Regions from separate parts of the Zea mays genome. Here region 2 is linked to region 1. Evidence: chromatin contacts called from public Hi-C data. All regions are on one chromosome and are shown on one strand. The core of a region is the stretch at or near the end of the contact, and the rest is flanking DNA. Distances in the headings are between cores, read along the strand shown. Region 1 holds the start of LOC111828497. Region 2 holds the start of LOC100383702 (Phytochrome B).

Region 1 (7,368 bases), core at 628-3,127:
TATGTTTTACTGTATTTACCCTAACCAAATACAGTAATCAAATGCTCTTTTGGTGATGCAGGATGCACAATTCACAATAGGACGTCCCAGCAATATGTCCGTAGCCTTGTGGTACCCAGACGATGGCAAAGCATGGAGCAACTCCGATCATTACTCAGCCAGCTGCAACTGGTTGGTTTTGGATATACAACCTTCGTCCGAAGCTACGTATTACCGTCCAGCTCCTAATCGCTCTTGGGATGCTGCAACTGGCTTTGCTTTACTTCTTTCAGTGGTAGCCATTTGCATGTCCATCTTTGTGGGCTACCGATTTTCTAGGAACAGGAGCACTGCCCAGTTTACACCACTTGAACAGATCCAGTTTGCTGAAGAACGCCATTGATTGGAATTGAGATTAGGCGAAGCATCAAGCAACAATGTTTCATCTGTTCCACCATTGTACCTCCAAAGTTGACAGATTGCTGCATTGAAGTTTTGAACCGGGTTGTTGTGATCCAGTATAGGGAGATATTGAAAGCATACACGATACATAATTTAATTACAGACTGCCGGTTTTTATCGTAGGAAACAATTTCTATATGCTATACATCAAACCGGTTATTGGCGGCTCATGACTTTGACGATTGTTTCATTGGTTGCATAATATTTGAATATATCTAAATTTGGTTCGAATGCTGAAGTGAATTTTTTCTATGATAACGCTGATTTGTTGAAAGATCTGCCCCGTGCCCGTAGGATCCCTGTCTTTTCCTACGATGAGCAATCCATAGCAATTCTATTTAAATAAAAAATTTAGTTTAAAATGGGAGGTTTTCGCTCCCTTGTTTTAGCACCCTTTCTTCCAAACTAATCCTTAAGAGCATCTTAAAAAACTAGTTAAATAGCTCGTTAAGCCAAATATTGACTATTCAACAACAAAATAACTCTGTAACAGACTAGCTATCTGACTCGTTAAGCTATCTGATTATCTAAATTAGCTCTCACTAGCTAAATTTAGCTAGCCATCTGATTAGTAAAACTAGATAAATAGTCTGTTGGATATAAGGTAGCGTTTGGATCCAGAGTATAGGGTCATGGAGCCACTCTATTATAGTATATAGCGTGTTTGGTTTGATTCTACGTAGAATCGATAGGCTCCAAAAAGAGAATATTCATTCAATATACTGCATCTCTGGGCTCCAGAAAAACACTCGAACCTATACGCTCGAGTTCTCCAGTCGCAGCGTGGGGCTGTGCCCCTGTTCTCTCCCCTCCCGTCGTAGCGTCTCTGTTCTAAACTATGTAAATCGTGCGGGCTGTTCTGTCAAATCTAGTCATTACTCATTAGTCTTTAATAGCTTAAAGTATTATAATTTTTTTATCTCCACATTTATGACCGTGAAAACCATATACGTATTGTAATTATATTATTTTTTGTTTGAATTAGTAATATTATTATTTTTGTGTATATATATGGAGAAGATCTATTCTATCCACTCTATAATTGAACACAGAATGGGTTGTTCCATTCTACTTCATTCTAGAACCAAACAAAAAAATAGAGTGACTCTGTTCTAACTGTCAAACACAGAACGGAGCCATTCTGTTCTTAGAATCTGGAACGGAGCCATTCCATCCAAATAGACTCTGGAACCAAACACTACCTAAATAGACAGTCAAACAAAGAGCTAAAAATAAAAAGTCTCTTGGATATGCTCTAAAGAGGGAAGAGTAAAATTTGCGTATACTCTTAGTAATTTAAGTTAACAAACAAGCAACTAGATTGAGTTCAAATCAAGTCTAAAATTTTGCCCCACCCTTTGAATCCATTCAATTTCACGAAAAATCTGCAGAATCCTGTAGCATTTACCGGAGCCCAAAATATCCGTATGAATGCGGCCCGTCACCCTTGAGAAGTTTGAGACAACGCCGCACTTCAGGTCCTATCGGCAATCTGGGCACCCACTGCCACTAGCCTGAATGCCCCCACAAGTTCTAGGGTTTTAGGTCCAAGGTTTTTGTGCAACCTTCGTCCGCGCGCCACCAATTTCTTAGCAATTAGTACCTCACACGTGCTCCCTCTGCTGCTGCGCCGCTCTATGGCTGACCCATTGGACGCGGCCGCCGCCTTCGGTGTATCCACCAACGACAACAATGTCGACGACGTCGAGGACCTTTACGCGGACCTCGACGAGCAGGTCGCCGCCGCGCTCGCTGCCGCAGGGGAGAGTGGCGGCTCAAACGCGAGGGATTCCGACCCCCTCACCGACGGCGAGGGGGAGTTCCCGGAGCCCGACGAGAACGAGGCGGTGGATTTGGGCGACGGGACCGAGGGCTACAGCAGCAGCGATGATGAGAGCGATGATGGCCTTCGCATCGTGCTGAACGAGGACACCAGCGCGCCACTGCCGCCGCCCCCTGTGGGGCGCGGCGAGGGATGCGTGGCTGAGGATGAGGAGGGAGATGATACGAGCAACCGTGTGAAGGTTTCATCTGTTAACGATGGCGGGTGGGCAACGGTATGATTCTTGAATTGGCTGAGTAATTGGTAGTATTAAGATTCTTATTGGTGCTGTAGTGCGAAATTGGAGTATTATAGGTGTAGTTAGGGGTGTTTGGTTTGTAGGGACTAATTTTTAGTACCTTCATTTTATTCCATTGTAGCCCAAAATTGTCAAATACAGAAAATAAATTATAGTTTTAGTTTCCGTATTTAGCAATTTAGGGACAAAAATGGAATAAAATAGAGGGACTAAAAATTAGTCCCTAGAAACCCTAAACCCTTTAATTCAGGGGAGGTTCTAGATACTTTGGTGCTGTGGCGTATTGCATGTTTTATGTGGGTTCCTGCCAATCCTATTAAACTTCTTGTGAGCTTCAAGTCGATTGACTCTCTATTCCAATTTCCTCTGTGCTGAATTGCTGATACATGTAGCTCGAGGATGTTGTGTTGCAGTTGTTTACTTAATGATGTATGTATTTCTAAGCAAAACAATTTGGATGAATGTATTGCATATGTGGCTTCTATCCAACTATGCAAGTCACAAGGAAAGGGGGAAGCCTAGCAAGATGATTTGCTTGCTTAATCTTTCATTGATTGAAGGGGTACATTTATAGGGCTGAGATAGCAGCCATCCTTATCTAATATCTTAACAAACCCAATCCTTATGTATCTAAACAAACTCCTTATCCCTATCCATCTAAACAAACTAACTGATAGTTATCCATCTAAACAAACTAACTGATTTTATTAGGGCAGCTAGGCTGTCGGTCATAACAGATCCAGATGATGAAAACTTCCACAAGTGAGAATCAGGCACTCCAGGCTGCAGAACAACATCCTCAAGAACATGATACAGCTCAAAAAATTCCAGCAACACTCTAAAAGTTAGGGCATCACTGACCAGCCTTTTGTTGATCCTTCTTCTAGGGACCATGGCTACAAGAGGGGTCAATCTTACTAACACTCCTATTGCAATTAACCATCTGTCCTTCCAGAAGAGTGTATTGGTACCATCCCCCACTACTGTAACCACAGCCGCCTCAAAGAGCTTCTGAACCTCTTTACTAGAATGAGTAGAAAAAACGGTCCAAGGTTTATTAGACTCAGTCTTTTGCAACCAAGGCCATCTAACCCGAAGAGCCCAGCATAACGATTTTAAATCATGCAGCCCCAGACCACCCAGTTCCTTTGATCTAGTAACTTTAGGCCACACGAGCAAACAGAGCCCTCCATTACCCTCTTTTCTGCCCCTCCACAAAAAGCCTTTTCGGAGTTTATCAATTTCCTTGATGGCCCAGTAAGGCAAATCAATAGCCATTGCAGTATAAATTATTTTTGCAGTCATAACAAACTGAACGTATACTGCCCTGCCAGCTCGGTTCATCATCTCAGCTTTCCACCCTGGGAGCATGGATGCCACTTTATTGATCAACATACAGATCTGGGATCGAGGCAACTTATATAACGCTAAGGGGAGGCCCAGATAGGTGCAAGGGAAAGCAGAGAACTCACAAGGAAGCATACTTTTAGCCACAACAACCGTATCACTTGAGCAATGATTTGGAAGCACATTACTTTTCTGGACATTAGTTTTGAGGCCTGAAGCTGTACCAAACAGTTGAAGAATGTTCAGCAACAAACTTATGTCAGGAGGGTCGGGCCGCAGGAAAATCATCACATCATCCGCATAAAGAGAAATGCGATGTTGCAATGGTTTTGAGGACAATGGTTGCAAGAGACCTTCCTCAGACGCCTGCTGAATCAGCTGTGATAGAATATCCATTACTAAAATAAAGAGCATAGGCGAGAGGGCATCGCCTTGCCTCAGCCCCCTTTGGTACAGAATACGCTCACCTGGAATCTCATTGACTAAAATCTGAGTAGAAGAGGTAGCCAACAGCCCACTAATAATATCACACCAAATCTGCCCAAATCCAAACTTCTTCACGACTTCAATAAAAAAGCCCAAGATATTGAGTCGAAAGCCTTTGTAATATCTAATTTGAAAAGAATGCAGGGCTGTTTCTTTCGGTGAAGAAAATGGACTGTTTGTTGCACTAACATGAAGTTGTCCTGTATGAACCGTTTCTTGATGAAAGCAGACTGGGTTGGGGCAACCATTTACTGCAGTTTTCCAGCAAGCCTATTAGCCAAAAGCTTTGTGACCAATGTAGCAAAACTGTGTACGATACTAATTGGTCTGAAATCTTTCACATTCTGTGCTCTCTCCCTTTTAGGCAACCGAGTGATGTAGTGTCAAGGGCCTTAGAGTCTAGGGAAGGGGGCCCTCGGCTACGTAGGTCGTACCCTCGGTCCGTCTTCTCCGGTGAGGTTTTACCCCTCTTCCGAAGGCTTGAGAGTGGTAGGGAGAATGGAGGAAATAACTGTGTTATTGCTCGTCTCTCAAAGGAGCCAGCTACAAGGCTTTATAGCCTACGGTGTAACAAAAGGGGAAACTAATCCCTCTGATTTAGGATCTCTACTAAAAGGAAACTGATCTCTATGATTATTTCTTCTTCTAGCCGCCCTTCCTTCTATAGAGGTGGCGGCTGCATGTCCTTTGATTCTTTCCTTCTTCTAGCCACTGATTTCTTGGCTTTCCTTTTCTGCTGCTGACGTGGCACTGGCTGCTGCTCTTTCTGCAGCGCGCCTCCCGTCTCTTGCGCGCCTCCGACGGTTATAGGGGAGGCCCCACATGACATCTCTCCCCCCCTCGACTGGCAGCTCGTCCTCGAGCTGAAACGACGGGTGCTTGGCGCTGAAATCTTCCCAGTCTTCCCAAGTTGCAGCGGAGGCTGGCTGACCCTTCCAACGCACCAGGACCTCTTTTATCCCCCTTGCGAGGCGGGAACGCACCACCCGTTCCGGCTCGGGTATCACCTTTCCATGGAGCAGCTCAGGAAGCTCCGGGGGAGAGGTCGGTGGTGCGCCCACCCATTTCTTCAAGAGCCCCACATGGAACACATCATGAATCTTGGCCTTTGGTGGTAGAGCTAGGCGAACCGCGACGTCATTGATGATTTCAGTGACGCAATAGGGCCCAAAGAATCTGGGCTGCAGCTTTCCCTTCTGTGCCAGGGACATGGACGCCACCGGCCGATTGCGGAGACGCAACAGGACCCAGTCCCCCACGTTGTAGGCCACCGCCCGGTGTTTGTTGTCGTAGAACCGTTTCTGTACAGCCTGAGCCTGCTCCAGGCGATGTCGTACATCCTCCAGGAATGCTTCCCGCTCTGCCATTGTCTTGGCCACTGCTGCCACCCGGGTATCCCCCGCCTCATAGGACCGGATGGATGGGGGATGTCGACCATACACCACATGGAAGGGTGTGTCGCGGAGCGAAGACTGGTACGCCGTGTTGTATGTGTACTCGGCCCAAGGCAGCCACTTGAGCCACTCACGTGGCCGATCTCCCGTGAAACAGCGAAGGTACATGGTGATGACTTTGTTGGCCGCCTCCGTCTGTCCATCTGACTGTGGGTGGAATGCTGATGACATATGAAGCTTGGCGCCCATGAGCCTCATTAGTTCTTGCCAGAACATGGAGGTGAACACGGCATCGCGATCGGAGACGATCGATTGCGGCATGCCATGGAGACGTACAATGTCGGAGAAGAACGCCTGTGCCACAGTCTCGGCGGAGTATGGGTGAGCCAGGGGAATAAAGTGTGCGTACTTACTGAAGCGATCCACCACTGTCAAGATGACGGACTTGCCACGAACACGCGGTAGAGCTTCGATGAAATCGAGGCCAATGTCCGACCATACGTCCGTCGGGACCGGCAGAGGTAGCAGCAACCCAGCCGGCAGGAGGTGCTCCGACTTATTGCGCTGGCAGGTCGAGCATGCCCGGACGAAGTCTTGCACCACCCGGCGCATGTCGGGGAAGTGAAAATCCCGACGGAGGCGATGGAGAGTGCGCTGTACGCCCTCGTGGCCGTCCCCATGGACAGCGGCCAATATCTCCTGGAGGAGTGGTGATGCCGATGGAATGAAGATGCGGCCGTCGTACGTGAGGAGCCCGTCGACAATGGCCCAAGGCGCGCCGCGTAGGCCTGCTGTTAGCTCCTCCTTGAGCGCCACTACCGCCGGGTGGTTGGCCTGTTCTTGCCGCAGCTGGGCAATGTAGTCGAAGCGTGGCGCGGACACCGCTAGGACTGCACCCTCTGGCGTGTCGCGGCGAGACAGGGCGTCTGCCACCCCGTTCTGAGCGCCAGGCTTGTACTCGACACTGAAGTCAAACCCCAGCAGCTTGCCCACCCAGTGATGTTGGGGAATGGTAGCTAGCCGCTGGTCGAGGAGAAACTTCAAGCTGTAGTGGTCGGTGCGTACGATGAACCGACGCCCCCATAGGTATGGTCGCCAGTGCCGGACAGCATGGACGAGTCCGATGAGTTCCCTCTCGTATGCAGCGAGAGAGCGGTGCCGGGGCGCCACTGGCCTGCTGAAGAAGGCGATGGGGTGGCTGTCCTGGATGAGCACCGCCCCAAACCCATGGGACGACGCGTCGCACTCGACGATGAATGGCTTGGTGAAGTCTGGTAGCGCGAGGACTGGTGCCGAAGTGACTGCTGTCTTCAGTGCCATAAATGCTGTCGTGGCCTCCTCTGTCCAGGAGAAGCCCTCCTTCTTGAGCAGCGCTGTCAGGGGTGCCGCTATGACACCGTAATCGTGTACGAATTTGCGGTAGTAGCCTGCAAGGCCTAAAAAGCCCCTGACCGCCCGCGCCGAACGAGGTTGTGGCCAGTCCCGGACAGCTTCCACCTTTGCGGGATCCATGGCGACGCCGGAAGCGGAGATGACGTGGCCCAGGTAAGCCACCGATGGGACAGCGAACGCGCACTTGGACTGCTTGACGAAGAGCTGATGCTGCTGGAGCATGGTCA
Region 2 (7,162 bases), core at 1,535-4,034, 210 kb before region 1:
AACCAGTTGAACCCAAAAGCTTAAGCTGATGGGAAAAGATAGTTAATCCACTCATACACTTCAACAACTAACATGACCTTTTTTATAAGTTTCATATGCTTACTTTTCACATATGACTAATGAGTATTCATGTCTGCTAGTTATAAGCACCAGGTTCTAAAAATACTCTAGAAATGGTTGAATGAATTTGTTGGTAGTCTCTAGTTGATCCCCCATTTTCTATATATTTGTGCACAAAAAGAAGTCCGCCTAAGAAACTGAGTATATCTATTAAAAAACCTTGACCAACATAGAAGGGCTTTTTAATTAGAAGAAATATGCAAAAAAATCGCCTCGACAAGGACTTGAACTTGGGGGTCTGGGTCTAGGCATACATCCACACTGTCAACAAACTGAGATAGGCTCAGCTCCTTCAAATATCCATTTTCCAGGAGTATATTACCACACATTTCCATATTTGGTCTAATAAACATGTGTACATCATGTCCATAAGCTTCTGTTATGCCATATACCTTAAGAGATACAACCAAGAACATAATATTTTCCTCAACAGCACTCCGCAGTTTTCATGAAACGTAGTATAAAGGCAATAGCATCCATATAAGAAACAGAAATGGAAATACCTCTTAAAGCTCGTGAGAGTAGTTTTTCAACTGTCGCCTCAGATTCCTTGAAGATAAGATCATTTACCAGAGATTTGCCCATTGCCTCCTCAACTGAAAGCCCTGTCAACTCAGCAATCTTTGCATTCCAACCATTTATACACCCATCAGTATCTACTGCAAATATGGGTACTGTTGCTGTCTCTATCAACCGAACCATCTCTCTTGCTACGGAACTAAGCTCATTTATCCCCCGCAATTCTAGCTCCCGAAGCTGAACTTGTCCATTGACAATGGCTTTTGAGTTGTTGGTGCCCTCTGCAGCATCCCTGAAGGAGTCACGCAATATGAGCTGCAAGGAATGTATTGCGTCCATTTCTGCATTCTCCCATGGCAGGCTTCTGCTTTTAACCACTTCAAGAAATGCCTTGAATGACGACCGTGGGTGCATCCTCTGACCATCATCCTTATCCTCAGGGTGATGCTTTGCGCCACCCCATTTGATCTCTTTAGCTGTGTGTGACCGAAACCAAAACAAGTAATCACTCGGTGTAATATAAGCCACCGCCATTCCACACACAGCCTCCCCTAGTGCAGCAGCACCAAGGTAGCCTGCATCAGCCAGGCTATCTGTGCTGAGCCCTGTTGAGTCCCCATGAAACACCGTCAACCACTCGATGATATCCTTAATCTGAGACTCAGTGGGAGTGACACCCAATGGATAGTATTTCCCATGATAATACAGTGCAGCCCCGTCGCACTTCACAAGGTCCATGATGCTGGGGCTCTGCGTGACGATGCCAGTTGGTGAATCTCGTAGTAGCATGTCACACAATAGCGTCTGAGTTCGCAGAATGTGCTTCTCTGACAGCTGGTGCGCAAGCTGCAACTCCATGTTGAGCTGCAACCCAAATGCCTGCATGAGAAACTCGCAAGCATACCTCAATGGAAAAGGGATACACCGTGGTGATGTATGGTGGCACACCACTAACCCCCACAACTTCATTGCCGACGAGATGCCACCCCGACCTGTTTGCTCATCGTCACCGCCACTGCTAATGATGACTGCCATAACAAGCGACGCAATTGACCCCATGTTCGCCATGTACTGTGCATGACACCCGTGTGGAGCGCGTAGCGTGGAGCCTACCAAACACAGAGGCTGCGACAGCCCAGGATCTTGAATAACTCTCACCGGGGTGGCATGGCAATCGGCAATCATTCGCACGCGGTTCTGCCGGAACAGGAAGCGCGACGCCTGGGGGATATCTGTGGCGGGATAATGCAATCCGAGGTAAGGCTCAAGGTTGTCGCGCCGGCTCTCGGCGACAACTTCCCCGTGCTCGTCTTCATGGAACCTGTACACCATGACACGGTCATAACCCGTGAGCTCGCGAACATGCTCCACGACTGTGTCGCAGAGAAGCTTGACGTCCCCGCCGGGTAGCGCCTGGAGGCGGGAGATGGCGCGGACCGCCAGTTTCTGGGACTGGACTGCACCGGCGATGGAGAGAGCGGGGTCCTCGGTGCGGGCGGGCTCGAGGTCGATGACGACGCCGACGTCGATGCGGTGGAGGATGGCGTAGAACGGCTTGGAGGAGACCCTGGAGTGGATCCATATCGGGTTGAGCAGCGAGATCTCGCGCGCGGCGAAGGCGCGCTCTAGGAGGACCGCGGACGAGGGGGAGAAGAGGAGGCGCGCGTCGGCACCCAGGGAAACGTGGGGCGGCGCAGAGGAGTCCAGCGAGGGAACGGAGTGGTGAGGCGACAGGTCGAGCAGGTCGGGGGAGTTCTCGGAGAAGGCGAGGAGGCGGAAGGAGGAGTCGTCGGCGACGGCGAGCGTGCAGCCGAAGGGCTGGATGTGGCCGCCGCGCTGGATGCGGGAGAGGTAGGCGGCGATCTGCTGCTCGGAGGACGGCGTGGGCGGCGCGCGCAGCGATTGGGAGTAGTCGAAGCTGCGGCCCGACGCGCCCGATTGCTCGAACACCGCGTGTAGGCGCGCGTCTAGGGTGTACTGGGCGACGGCCTTGGAGACCGACTCCGTGGCCGCGGCTCCCCCGCCCGCGCGGGACGTGCTCCCGCCCGACGACTGGGAGTGGTGGTGGTGGTGCGCGTGACGCGGCGCCTCGGGCCGCGCGGAGGAGGGGGAGCGCGTGGGCGTGGCGCGGCTGCCCGACGCCATGGCGGGGTTGGGGGAGACCTGGGGCTCTCTCTGGATTAGGCGGCCCCGTCCGGTCTTGTGCGCTCGTCAGTCGTCTCGTCGGCTCGCTCGCCCCCTCGACTGAGGTTCTTCCGATAGCTTTGCTTTGGTTTGCTTCACCGCTCTCACTGTCACTGGTCGCTTACTGGGGCGTGGAGCCAAGGATATTGCGCGCAAGGCGATGACGATGGCGTGGCTGGGATAGGGATGGTACTGGGGAAGTGGGGATCGGGGTTGCCGGGTTGGGCCGCAGTGGTTTCAGGTTTGGAATGGATAGCACTCGCGCAGTCACGCTGGGGACGACGACGAACTCCAAACTTGAAAGCTGAAGTGGATACGGATGCTCTTACCTTTGCAGCTTTTATTTAGGCGCTGAAAACTAGGAGTATATTCTTATTTATTTCTTTAGCTAGTTTGACAAATCTATTTATTAAGGGCTAGTTTAATAACTTCATTTTTCTAAAAGTTTTTTTCCAAATAAAAAATGTACTATTTTTTTGGGAAAATAAGGTTCTCAAAGTCAAACTGATCCTAAGGGATTCTCATTTTCTTACTGTCGGCGTTTCGAGACCGGGGGTCCCTGGGCCGACGAGTGAAAATGTCGCCGCGTGCCCCAGTCAAGATGGGTCGGCGCGAGATGGAGCGCGAAGGGGGGAAGAAAAGGCAGCCGAAGCGAGAGAGAGATGGAAATCCCGCGGCCTTCGTGTTTGTCCCGCGCCCAGGTCGGGTGCGCTTGCAGTAGGGGGTTACAAGCGTCCACGCGGGAGGGGGAGCGAGCGGCCTCACGCGAGCGCCTGTCCCGTCCTCTTCCCCGCGCGGCCAACCCTCTGTAAGAGGGCCCTGGTCCTTCCTTTTATAGGCGTAAGGAGAGGATCCAGGTGTACAATGGGGGGTGTAGCAGGGTGCTACGTGTCTAGCGGAGGAGAGCTAGCGCCCTAAATACATGTCATCGTGGCAGCCGGAGAGGTTTTGGCACCCGGTTCATGTGGTGTCGTGGCCGTCGGAGGAGCGCTGGAGCCTGGCGGAAGGACAGCTGTCGGGGCTGTTGAGTCCTTGCTGACGTCCTCTTGCTTCCGTAAGGGGGCTGAGAGCCGCCGTCGTCATAGAGCGTGCGGGGTGCCATCATTACTTGTCTGGCGGAGCGAGCCAGATGGGACGCCGGTCTTGTTCCCCGTAGCCTGAGTTAGCTTGGGGTAGGGTAATGATGGCGCCTCCTGTTGACGTGGTCGGTCCGCGCCCTAGGTTGGGCGATGTGGAGGCTCCTCCGAGGTCGAGGTCGAGTCTGTCTTGCGTGGCCGAGGTCGAGTCCGAGCCCCTGGGTCGGGCGAGGCGGAGACCGTCGGCTGAAGCCAGGGCTAAGTCCGAGCCCTAGGGTCGGGCGAAGCGGAGTTCGTCGTCTTCTGGGGCTGAGCCCAAGTCAGAGCCCTGGGTCGGGCGGAGCGGAGTTCGCCGTCTTCCGGGGCTGAGCCCAAGTTCGAGCCCTGGGTCGGGCGGAGCGGAGTTCGCCGTCTTCCGGGGCTGAGCCCAAGTCCGAGCCCTGGGTCGGGCGGAGCGGAGTTCGCCGTCTTCCGGGGCTGAGCCCAAGTCCGAGCCCTGGGTCGGGTGGAGTGGAGTTCGCTGTCTTCCGGGGCTGGGCCCAAGTCCGAGCCCTGGGTTGGGCGGAGCGGAGTTCACCGTCTTCCGGGGCTGAGCCCGAGTCCGAGCACTGGGTCGGGCGGAGCGGAGTTTCCTATGGTGCCTGAGGCCGGGCCTGACTGCCTGTCAGCCTCACTCTGTCGAGTGGCACAGCAGTCGGAGCGGCGCAGGCGGCGCTGTCCTTCTGTCAGGCCGGTCAGTGGAGCGGCGAAGTGACTGCGGTCACTTCGGCTCTGTCGACTGGAGGACGTGCGTCGGGATAAAGGTGTCAGGCTGCCTTTGCATTAAATGCCCCTGCGATTTGGTCGGTTGGTGTGGCGATTTGGCCAGGGTTGCTTCTTGGTGAAGACTGGGCCTCGGGCGAGCCGGAAGTTCGTTCGTCGCTGGAGGGGGGCCTCGGGCGAGACGGAGATCCTCCGGGGTCAGCTGCCCTTGCCCGAGGCTGGGCTCGGGCGAGGCGTGATTGAGTCCCTCGAATGGACCGATCCCTGACTTAGTCGCACCCATCAGGCCTTTGCAGCTTTGTGCTGATGGGGGTTACTAGCTGAGAATTAGGAGTCTTGAGGGTACCCCTAATTATGGTCTCCGACAATAGCCCCCGAGCCTCGAAGGGAGTGTTAACACTCGCTTGGAGGCTTTTGTCGCACTTTTTTGCAAGGGGACCAGCCTTTCTCGGTTGCGTTTTGTTCCGGTGGGTGCGCGCGAGCGCACCCGCCGGGTGTAGCCCCCGAGGCCTCGGAGGAGTGGTTTGACTCCTCTGAGGTCTTAATGCCTCGCGCAATGCTTTGGCTGGTCTGGTCGTTCCCTCATGCGAGCTGGTCGTAGCCCGGGTGCACGGTCGGGTCCCAAGTTCTCAGGCTGGTATGTTGACGCTGTCAACGATTTGGCCGGAGCCGGGTTTGCGAGAGCAGCCCCCGAGCCTCTGCACAGGGCGAGAGGACGGTCAGGGACAGACTCGACTTTTTTACATACGCCCCTGCGTCGCCTTTCCACAAGGAGGAGGGGGAAAGCGCCATGTTGCCCTCGGAGGGCACCGAACATGGTGTCTCCGGTGAGCTGCTGGCGGGTAATCCGAGCGGACGTCCGTGCCCCATTTGTTAGGGGTCGGCTAGAGGCCTAGAGGCGCGCCCAAAAGTACCTGCGGGTGATCTGCCGGACCCGGTCCCCTGTCGACGGGGTCCGAGGGCTCGATGCCTCCCTCTGATGGGATTCTGTTACAAGATCGTTCCCGCTGGTCTCGGAAATGTCCTAGGGTACCTTGGGAGCGTAGCCCGAGCCTTGGTTATGTATCGAACGTACCTAGGGTCATCCCTCGCTCTATGTCTGAGGCGGCTGTGAAACCTTCGAGGGCCAGCCTTCGAACCCCTGATCAGTAGTGGGCGCGGAGCCCGAGTGGCCTGAGGCAGCCGTTGAACCCTTCCGAGGGGCTGGCCTTCGAACCTCTGACCAGTAGTGGGTGTGGAGCCCACGCGCTCTGAGGCAGTTGTTGAACCCCTCCGAGGGGCCAGCCTTCGAACCCCTGATCAGTAGGGAGGCTCGGAGCCTGTTTCCTTCACGGGGAAGGATCCTTTTCGGGGTATCCCCCTTTCCCGGTCCCTGTTGTAAGAGAGAGAAAGAGGAAAAGGAAAAGGATACGAAATCGAATGACGCGGCGTACCTTTTTGGACGCGGTCGTTATGGCGAAGGCGAAGCGTCGCTTGCTTCTCCTGCCAGAGGCGCCGCCTGTCCCGCCGCGGAGTTAATGCGATGGAGCGGGCGGTTCGCGGGGTGGCCGTTGCGCGTGCGCGAACCGTTCGAGGAACGGAACACGGGCGCGTCGTCTTCACGCCGTGAGAGAGGGTTCTCTCACTGCCCCAGGATGGGACGTAAGCTTGGCTGATGACGTGACCGCTGCTCCTGCCCGCCTGCCACCGCCATTACTGCCGACCCATTTTTGGTCGTATTGACCGTCGCGCCTGGCTGGCACTGCTGGGTCGTACGCAGGGTTGCCTCGAGTCGCGGTACTGGTTCCGCAGTCGAGAAGGCGTGGCAGTGGTGCGAGTGGCGGTGCAGTTGCTTGCACGTAGCGACCGGCGCGCCGGTTGCGTGACGCGTGGGCGTGGGCCCCCGCGCTGGGTGCGTTGGAAGTCGGAGGGGCACGCCCACTTGGCGTGGTTGCATGCCGCCTGCATGGCTGCCCGCCCTTTCGCCCGCTGGTCTGGGCGAAAGCGGAGGAATGCTCGTAACCGCTGGGTGGTTGCATGCACCGCGCGCGGCGGTTTGGCTTCTTCTGCTCTGGGCCAGCTTGCATGACGCGTGGGACCCAGCCCCCGCGCCGTAGGGGGAGGACCTTGGAGCGTGTTGGAGAAGACTCAGCCCATGATGGCTGGGGACGCAAGTAGGGTGTTGGGGACTTGTTCTCAAATGCTAAGAGTTAAGAACAAGGCAACATAGAAAATGTTAGTCGTTAATATCCTTCGTCCTCCGAAGTATTATTTCCCTTAGGATATAATGACTTGCGGACGAAGGTGATGAAGGTCATACCTTCATAAATTCATCAAACAACGATGAAGGATGAAATATAAAGAATGTAAAAGAAAACATGAACAATCATTTATTATTATTGAGCATAAACAAAAATATTATTAAACTACAAGTGTACCTTCAATCGGAAGGAAATGACAGTACAAGCGTGACGCAAAAAGCGAATGCCCAGTCAGCATGAACAGTACGGGGATACTGTTCA

The links. Hi-C and Micro-C count contacts between places; a contact is called where the count stands out from the background.
Region 2: a contact with region 1 is called in a Hi-C map of tassel, with 4 times the contacts expected there. The contact joins the promoter of LOC100383702 here to the promoter of LOC111828497 in region 1. A contact is called at or near these places in 7 of 25 Hi-C or Micro-C datasets (bundle sheath, ear, endosperm and 2 more) and 1 of 3 datasets of contacts at active chromatin or transcription factors (leaf).

What each region holds. Positions count from the first base shown.
Region 1 is chr1:49,661,435-49,668,802 of Zm-B73-REFERENCE-NAM-5.0, reverse strand. LOC111828497 reads left to right here and starts at 1,877. Exons shown (of 9, transcript NM_001360189.1): 1 at 1,877-2,498. The coding sequence starts at 2,079. LOC100273099 reads left to right here. Exons shown (of 8, transcript NM_001147548.1): 8 at 62-609. The coding sequence ends at 382.
Region 2 is chr1:49,875,918-49,883,079 of Zm-B73-REFERENCE-NAM-5.0, reverse strand. It overlaps LOC100383702 (Phytochrome B), which reads right to left and starts at 2,784. Exons shown (of 4, transcript NM_001176339.1): 1 at 624-2,784. The coding sequence starts at 2,784.